Linked DNA regions of Danio rerio: region 2 is linked to region 1. Evidence: chromatin contacts called from public Hi-C data. All regions are on one chromosome and are shown on one strand. Each heading gives the region's core, a stretch centred on a gene start, on an enhancer-like site or on the middle of the called end of the contact. The rest is flanking DNA. Distances are from core to core; before and after follow the strand shown. Region 1 overlaps auts2a (activator of transcription and developmental regulator AUTS2 a). Region 2 overlaps auts2a (activator of transcription and developmental regulator AUTS2 a).

What was found. Hi-C and Micro-C count contacts between places; a contact is called where the count stands out from the background.
Region 2: a Hi-C map of embryo shows a contact between it and region 1, with 1.9 times the contacts expected there. The contact joins two enhancer-like sites. A contact is called at or near these places in 1 of 18 Hi-C or Micro-C datasets (embryo) and 1 of 4 datasets of contacts at active chromatin or transcription factors (caudal fin).

What each region holds. Positions count from the first base shown.
Region 1 is chr10:32,123,878-32,128,811 of GRCz12tu, forward strand. All of the region lies in intron 9 of auts2a (activator of transcription and developmental regulator AUTS2 a), which reads right to left. Among named protein-coding and RNA genes, the nearest start is that of cxadr, 120 kb to the left of the region's middle. Within about 2 kb of position 2,349, at least 7 of the 62 cell types and tissues checked have an H3K27ac peak or open chromatin away from gene starts, as enhancers often do.
Region 2 is chr10:32,271,418-32,276,147 of GRCz12tu, forward strand. The region is part of intron 8 of auts2a (activator of transcription and developmental regulator AUTS2 a); the gene reads right to left. Among named protein-coding and RNA genes, the nearest start is that of cxadr, 260 kb to the left of the region's middle. Within about 2 kb of position 1,759, at least 18 of the 62 cell types and tissues checked have an H3K27ac peak or open chromatin away from gene starts, as enhancers often do.

The sequences.
Region 1 (4,934 bases), core at 1,099-3,598:
TGAGCCACCTGGAAACTCATCCTTCCTAGGGCATGGCCGTAAACCAATCCTTTGGCTCGACCTGTTGCCAAAAACTCCAGAATCCAAAGCAAAGTCTGTTTCTTTTCCCTAATTTACTTGTTAGGATCTTCCCCCTCCCCTTCCTGCTATGCATAAACAAATTCTTCCTTTTAAAATCAATGGCCATTCTCATGTTGATCTAGGAAAATCGGGGGATGAAGTGAGTGACACAAGGCCGGTGAAGTATTCTGCGTGTGTGTTCTACACGTCTCCATGCGTTTATTTGAAGTAGTAAGGGCAGCCAAAACAGCCGGCTGCCTCGGGAGTCTCTCAACACACTCTTCAGCCCAACAGTGGTTGAGAGAGTCATTGGGCAACCCAGGACCCCCTCAGACCCTGCTAGACCTTGGGTTGAGTTACTATTAGAACAAAGCCGTCTCTGTGAGGGGCTACACTCTCAGAGGGGGCCACGGCACAGACGGACACACTGACACACACATACTTGCCACTGGCTGAGGGTAGAATCATATATCATGTCTGAGGCTAAGGGGAAGCAGAATCTCCCATGTGCATGAATCTCCAGAGTACATGTTGTTAGGCAGTGTCAGAATCCAGTGCATTTGCGTGTGTTTTTGTTGTATCTAATCTAAGCAGCAGCCCTCAGCAGGCTGAGTTGTTTGCTTTTCTAGTGTCCCATAAGCCCAAGCACTGAGGCCCAAACTGAAATATCTGGTTTAGGATGTCACTGCTTGAATAAAACTTGATGCATGGGATAAAGACAGTCATTTAAAACTGAATTCAAACAGCTTCTTTTTAGAGTAATGTAATCTGGAACAGATGGTGACAATCCTGCGAATGGGACACCTCTTCATAGAGCTTATGAAACCAGGGCCCGGGTGTGGAATCTCTCATAAATGGAACCAACGGTGATAAAATGAAACATTTCACACTTCATTAGTGCTTGTTTATATGAAAGCACACACTGGATTTTCCGTTCAGTGAGGAACACTCTGGAGCAGCCACAAGCTGGCCTCAACTAAGCCTCCAGGCGGCCTGAATTTGCTCTATTTTGTAAGCCTATAGTATCACATGTATAAAAACAAGGTAGGCAGGAAAAAACTGACTTTAGTCAGGTTGAAGGTCACACTAAATTCAATGTATTGAAAACAAGGCTGTGAGGCATAATCTTTATGATGGCCTGCATGTTAAACGGTCCTAGTCTCTGTTGGGTGAATGAAAAAGGCACACACAATTAGAAACATTTCAGGAATTCTGAACTTATAGTCTAATTATGCTTAATTCTACAGGATTTCTGGGATATGCTTGTTGGATTATTTAACAGTCTGCCTAAGAAAAATCTGCCATGACAGCCCTCATGTGGAAAATAAGCTGTTATATTTACAGCTCTAAAAATAAGCACTTGTAATGATCATGTAAGGCAGGGGTGCCCAAACTCAGTCCTGGAGGGCCAGTGTCCTGCATATTTTAGTTCCAACTCCAATTAAACACATCTGAACCAGCTAACCAAGCTCTTTCTAGGTATACTAGAAACTTGCAGGCAGGTGTGTTGAAGGAAGTTGGAGCTAAACTATGCAGGACACCGGCCCTTCAGGACCATGTTTGGACACCCCTGATGTAAGGTATTCAAAGTAGTTTTGGCATATACTCAGACCATTCAACAGTACCGCACAGAATAAAATTGACTTGGTTCAAAAGAAGGATTACTTTTAACAACAATAATAAATAAATAATAGTAGTTAAAGTGACTTATCCTCATCAGATTTGAATGATTATTAAAACTTTATAATCTTAATAGACTTGATGTGAACAGGCCTTAATGTTGAAGTTCTCTATCTTGGCACATAAACGTTGTTCAAAGATAGTCATGGATAGCCTGATAGTTCAAACGGGGAGCTCATAGGTTTCCGAATTACATTTCAATATGGAATTAAGCAAAGGTAATGGAAACAGAGGCAGACAGAAGTGAATGTTCCTAATCCTGGCCTGCAGGGGCAAAGGTGTTTATTTTTACCCTGGATTGGTATGAGTGAGTGTCGGCAGAAGAAATGCTGGGAGAAGGAGGGAGAGCTTGAGTGTTAGGAAGCATACACTCTTGAGGGAGCAATTAATGCTCTGCTTTTCCTAGATTTGAGCTCACATTCTGCACTCAGTCTGTTCACCAGCTGTGACTCTACGCTTGTTTTTTATCCCCCCTTTCCAACTGAGCATTTCAGTGTTTACTATTTGAGTGAGGAGCTCTCAATTCCCTGAGGGACCACATGGGTGGCAGAGAGGCAGTTATCCCACCCAGAAGGTGGTCAGTCAAAGTGTCTATCCTTGGATACCACCATGGGCGTCCACAAGGCATTTTTCTCTCACTCTCTCTTTTTATGGGTCATAGTTCCTGACCAGCATGACCTTACTTCAGGCTGGAGCTCATCTATAGAAAAACATCTAGCAGCCATGCTGGAAAGCTGCTTTACCTCCTGGACTTTATACAGCTGCAACAGCTCCTCTTTCAGTTTAATGGCACACAGTTGTGTCTATCCGACTTCCAATCAGAGCCTTCAGCAAAAAAAAAGCCTCTAACTGCTATCTGGAGACTTGGAGATAAAGAGAGGCTTTGTTTTCACAATAAATCCAGCAATCAGCAAAAGAGAATCTAAGAAGATATGTTACAACCAGTGATGATGACTGACACCCCTGAGACATCTTTTAAAGCAGCTGGACCTTAGATGATACTAATGTTTTCCTGATTTTATAGGGTTATGGGGCTTGACCGCTTAAGCTGTTGATCTAATCCTGCATTGATCATTCACATGGGACTGCATTTTAATCAATATTTCGATGGATTATTGAGAAAGAGATTGAGCAGATTACATTTATCTACAAATGCACAGCAAGGCATGAAAACCATCAAACACACAACCACAATCTTTAAATGTGGACAGACTCGCCTCAAATTTGTTCAAGAGGTGCTGGGGTGAAGTAAACATACAAAAAGATAAGCATGATCTGATATACGGTCAAATCCTCAAAGGATTCAGATAGCCGAATTGATGCCAGATCAGTAGGAAATGGTGCTAAAACCTGAAGCTTGACATTTGACCTACTGACTCTGTGCTTGAGGGCAAGGGCATGAACCTTTCTAAGTTTAACACAGTCAAGACCATGTGTTGAGGTATTTGTGCTCTGTTTATCCAATGATCACACACGTTTCTATGAAACCTTTTTAAGTGGATCACCGACTGTCCAGAGGACTCTCTTACTAGAGCTGGGCGATTAATTAAAAAGTAACTGAAATTGACAAATATGCACAGAACTATAAGCAATCAAATTTTTCCAGGTCTTCATGTGTGGAGTCACGCCACCCTGCTCTGTTAAGGCTAATTTATACTTCTGTTATGATTTATATTAATTATTTTATTCTGATATTATACTTATGCCAAGCACATGCATACGGTCCGATGCAGCCTTCTCATACCCGCGCACATAAACTACATAAAAACATTAAATAAATAAATAAAATAATTGTTTATTAATTGTAATCAAGTTAAAATGTTGAATTAATTAGGATTTTGATTCCAGGTTAAATCATTCTGCCATATCTCTTACTGTGCGTTCACACCAAAAGCGGCAAGAGTGTCAAAGGAGCCGGGGAGCTAGTATCGATAAGCAGCGCAGCACGTCTTCTTCGTTGTGGGCGTCGAGGAGAGTTAAAATTGAATGAATTTTATGGTAATTAGCTATGACGTGGTTTGGCGGCAAGCAATCGGAGGGTAAAAGTCCACCGCTTGAGAGAAGTCCAGAGATCACAGTCACTGTGAACTTTGATTCCGACCACAGTTGTTCCCAATGGAACCAATCCAATCCAATTATTTACAATGTTTTCTTACAGGGACATACATTAAAAAAGTGTTACTGGCGAGTTACTGATGTGCATTAATGTTATATTTTTTTCTTTAAAAAAGCGGGAATCTCATGTGACAGTACAAAGCAGTATTGGTGCTTCAGAATATTTCAGGCATATGGACACATATTGGATAAGTGGAGCAAAGCCACAGCACATGCAACTTGACCTTCCATTGTTAAATAAATTTGGTAAGAAGTGCGCAACATTTTCAAGCTAGAAAGCATGTTTAATGTGGAAATGTAACTGATTTGCTGATATGCTGCAATGGCTCCTTTAAATACGACATCAATGTAGTGAATTTTGACGCTCTCGTACCGAGAGCTGTGAAAGCAGACAGCGTTGTCACCAGGGTGACCAGAGCGAACTTTGACGCTCTCACCACCTTCTGTGTGAATGCACTGTGCACACTCTAACTTCCATATGCATACCTCAACAAAAAAAATGTAAAGATCTGGGAAATTATATAAAATTTATAGCTGAAAAGAAAGAAAATGAGGGGAGAAAAAACAAAATAAATGGTCATCACAGAGGAAACAGTAACCAAAAGCTTATGTGATTATTCATCACACTGTGTTTCGACCACAGCATGAATTTCAGTTTGTCGTTCATTTATGTCTGTGAACTACCTTCTGTCCACTACCAGATATTTTAAATACAGACTTTTAAGATTAAGCAGAAATAACAACTAGTATCTTTTCTAAACTTCCAGTGATTGAAAATTGTTAATGTTTGAATATCGTGTATTTATTTACATGATAATGTGTATGTTATAAACGGCAAAGATTACCGGTGACGCGACGAGTGATTCAAGAAACTTTTCCCAGTTCATCTCTGATGAAGAAGTCAAAAAGCATTGCTAGCAGTTGCCCTGTGGCCCTCAGTAGGCGATACTTTTATCTCTGGAGTGTGGCCCATTTAAATGTTTGTACTTGACCTTTATTTAGCTTGATGGCTTCCAGACTCCCTGCGTTTAGCATGGCATGTCGGATATAGCAGTGTTTACACAATGTCTCTTGTCTCC
Region 2 (4,730 bases), core at 509-3,008, 150 kb after region 1:
AAGTGCACCATGTTTGAACTATTGAATCTTTAATAAAATAATACACTCAGAGTCAAATAATTGAATCGTGTTAGGCCAGGATCTTTTGCCTGAACGCATTAACCTCGCAACGCTACATCCCCAAATATGTAGTACCGGATCAGGTAAAACGTAAACATGCCTTTCTCTTCAGATACTAGCTGAGCGCAGGGATCACAGCTGATCATGACGTGACGATGATGATGATCACTGACATATAGGAGATTCAGCTGTGGGGAATAAAGAGTTAAAGTTCATTTTCATAACAATACCACAGTATAGCCAACCTAGTGCTGTGTTTGTTTCTGTCATTTGTCTGATTTTTAATACAATAAGCTGCAACACAGGATTTGCTAGCTGTTTGCTTTAAAGAAGCAGCAGAGACTATTATGTATGGAACTTTGTCAGACTTTGACCGAAACTTTGTCAGTAACTGTTCATATGAAACAGTTTTTTCTTCCACCAGATCATAACATGTAAGTGTAATTAAAATTGTTTTTCGTTTTGTGTAGTTTGCAAAATATGTATTTAACTGTGTGTTGTAACTTGTAATCGCTCCATGCGGCTTGCAATCACTAATCTATTATGCTTAAATCTGTAAGGGACTATTTACATATTGCGTCCAAAACCATGTTGAAAATGTGACACATGCTTTTTCCTTTACTGATTTAAATGCATTTCTGAATTGGCGATTCTTTGCCGTTCTACCTTTGCTATGGCCACCATCAGCTGTTCCTACAGAAGCGACGCTGTCAATTTTTAAAATAGTTTAACTTTTGCCACTGTGTGGATTAATACTGAATGCGTGTCACTGTTTTTACTTGAGGTTAGAGTAGAGTAACATGCTGGTGTTTTATTGCTTTATTGCATTCCTGCATTGTGCTCTCACATACTCTCAGCTACTTCATAGCTATACTGGGCATTTCTCTCTGTCTCACACACTCTCAGAAATAAAGGTACAAGATCTGTCACTGGAGTGGAACCTTTTCCAAAGGTACATATTTGGACTTAGAGGGTATATATTGGTAGCTCAAAGGTATATATCAGTACCAAACAATTTCAAGAGGTACACTTTTGTACTTATTAGGTACTAATGTGTACCCTTGAAGTATTAATAAGGACCCTTTGAGTACAAATATGTACCTTTCAAAAATTTAACACCCCAGTGACAGCTCTTGTACTTTTATTTCTCAGAGTGCACTGAACACAGTTGACCAATCACAACACACTGGGACATCAGATCAAACACAGCCTCATGCAAAGGAGCAGTTTGGGAAACCGAATTGCTTAACGAATCATATGGGAGTAATTGGGATAATTAAGTAAAAAAAAAAGTACATTATAAGACAATGAAAGTGTTCTTTAACCTTGCATGCACATCAGCCTGTTATTGGAGACCCCTAAAACCAAAATATGACCTTTTATAATGCAAAATAAGGGCTTTTATAGAAAACAATAATGGGCCAAAGAGGAAACATCCCATTTTGATTAAAATAAATATATAATGATATTAAATGCTTTATAAATTATAAAGCAATGTTCCATTGGCTAGTCTTCCCCACATAATTCTATACCCAAATATCAAGAGGTTCAGTGTAATTGCCGTCAATCAAACAGCAGCGCTCTACCAGCACAACAAGTAGGCAGCACTTTTTCTCCCATAATGTACCTCTGCGGCAGACAGGAATGAGAGGGACGGCCGGGGTGAGGGGGTGGCGTGTGACTGCATAGCCTGCTGACCTGCCCATCCATCAAGCAGCATGCATCGCCCCGCTCTCTCTCCCTCCAAATCCGTCTGCTGTCTTGGCAAGTCTGAGGGGCTGTAAGGTTGTCACATAATTTTGGCGGTAGGCCCCTATAATGAGTGCTAGCCTGCCCACCCGCCCCCAGGATCCCGGCCATTAGCCTTCCATACACACACACACACACACACACACGTGATCCATCTCCCACAGCTCTGGCATTTACAATGCTGACCTTGCTTGGAAATAACAAGGATCAAAATAGCCGTCGACCATAAGAAAGAAATTAAAGAAATAAACACATCATTAGGAATAAAAGAAACAGGGGGGAGCAGCAGCGGGCAGCTTTGATGGAGACGTGTCTCGTTGAGGGAGGCCGGGCGTCCCAAGCATCAATCACACTGCCAGCCCGCAGAGCCCCTGGCCGGCTCGCCAATGACCCGGCTGGGGAGTAAAAAGAGAGGGAGGGAAAGAGTGCAAGAAAAGAAGCCAGTAAAAATTTAATGCACTCGGCAGAGCGGTCATGTCATACTTGGTTATGGAAAATAATCCCAGATGCTTGCAGTGGCTGAAATGGAGCTGTTACGTGCATGCCTCCTAACTCCGTCTGACAGCCGTGATGTACGACTACCATTACCGGAAAATATCACTTCAACTAACCCATGATCCGGCTCCACTCAGGGTCACATTATCCACGAGGAACAAATTACAGCACTCCCCCCGCCGCTTCCTCCCTCCCAGCGCCCCCAACCCCAAAGTAAATACAAATTTCCTACACGGCCTGGTACAAATGCGGGGCGATACGTTAGCTATGACAACGCTCGGCGGAGTGACGGAGATGATGAAGTACATGACAAATCACGGGCTGACAGGCCACTCTACAGCAATCAGCCTCTGTCCCGGCCTCACGAGCGCCCACTCAAGCCTGTAAACACCCCTCCGCTTGCTCCCCTCCTTTTCTCAGATGCAGGGAGGGCAAAACACATAATCTTTTACCGCTGACAACTCGCTCGCGAAGCTTTATTACCCGCCCCGTTTCACCGTGTGGCGAGAAGATAAAAAAAAAAAAACGTTTTATGTGCCAGCGCTCTGGCTGAGTGATGGAGAAACTAATGTGCCTCTCCTCCTCCTCCTCCTCCAACCGCCTCAAGGCAAACATCGTCAGTAGACGGAAAGAGAAGAAGGGGAAAAGATGGAGAAAAGAAAGCCTCCATGTACTCATATACATATACATATGGCCAAAGCTGTAGTCTTTTTTCGATTACAAATAACTGTAGGTAGTTATGCAAACTATTTGTAATTTTTTATGTCAGGCGACCAAAATTCATTGTTTAGCCAGTGTCTAAGGACAATGTTATTTTGATGTCCAATAACAATGTCAAATTATGTTGATATATGGTAGATTTTAGGTTGTGTTAGAAACTGACCAAAATCCAACGTCGAGCCAACCACTTAAACCAACGTCATATTGATCTCAAATACTGACATTTATTCTTCGGGTATGGCAACTAAAATCCAACGCCTAATAACGTCTTTGGTAATATCCACAACTTCAAGCTGTAACATCATTAGACATTGATATTTGGTTGATTTTAGATTGGCCATTGGACACTGACATCAGCCTGATGTTGGGTTCTGATGTCAATCCAATTTTAATTTCCAAACAAAATGCAGCTTCCCCATGACGTTGAACTACAACGTCAATGTGACGTCATGTTGTCGTCTTGTGCCTGCTGGGTGTTAAAGACCACTTCGGTCATCATACAGTAAACATCCGTCATCTTCTCATCAGTGAGACTCATCTGAGCAGTCTCTGGGTCAATGTGTGTAAAGATTTTGGATATCTTCTTGTACACTTTCAACGCTTCCAATAGTTTTCTGCAATTATAAATCGCCTACGTCTTGAGGTTGTTCATTATGATGCGATGTACCCTCTATGTGCGATTTGATTGGACAGAAATCACAGGAATGATTTTTCTAATCCCGACACACAGGAAATACTAAAGTAGTGACTGCAGGTTGAAGGAAAGTATTGGAGTAAAAGTACCAATACAGCACAAAAGAATTACTCAAGGGAAAGTAAAAGTACACATTTGTAAAACTACGTAGTAAAACACAATTTCTGAGAAAAACTACTTGATTACAGTAGTTAGTGTTTTTGTAATTTATTATTTTACACCACTGATTACTTTTTTTAAAAACAAAGGTGATGCCATTTTACTTATAAAAAAATTATACGCAAAATAGTTGTAAAGTATTTTAAATAATAACATATTCTACAGAGTAAAAAGCTTGGCTGTATAAACATAAAATTTGAATAAAATTCCAACAAATTTAACTTTGGGTTAAATAATAAAATGAAAAATGTTGGTGTGTAATTACAAGTATATTTTAAAATCTCATGATCAGAATTAGAACTTTATTGTCAGTGTAGAATCGTACAAATAAATTAGTTTGGTAGCTCTCACCAACAGCAATAAGAGATAAAGAACAAATAAACAAAAACATTAATGATAAACAAAAAGACAGAACACAAGATTTAACTGTTTAATTAAATAGTAGCACAGTCCTAGTGCAGTAATAGTGCAGTAAAGTATTTAATCTAGAGTACTTGTAATCTGCAACTATTCCGCTGCATATGGGCAATCGTGGTGTTGTGTCAAGGACACACACGTTTTCTAAAGCAACAAAAGTGCAGGTCTCAAATGAGAGGCGAGCTAGTAAAATTACAGCACTTCTCTGAGGCAGACACTAATAAATCTGCAACTGCTTTCAAATGGTGTCCTCTGCCCTTGGCCACACACAAATGGGGGAAGATATGTAGGAAGGAATGAAGGACCTGTAAGAAGGGCGAGGGGGCGAGGGGTGTTAAAAGAGTTCAGCGATAAAGGTCCTCTTATTTTCCCTTTTAAGGCCTCATCAAGTGCATTAAAACGCAAGAGGACGTTAATTTGGAGCTAAAGGTGGGAT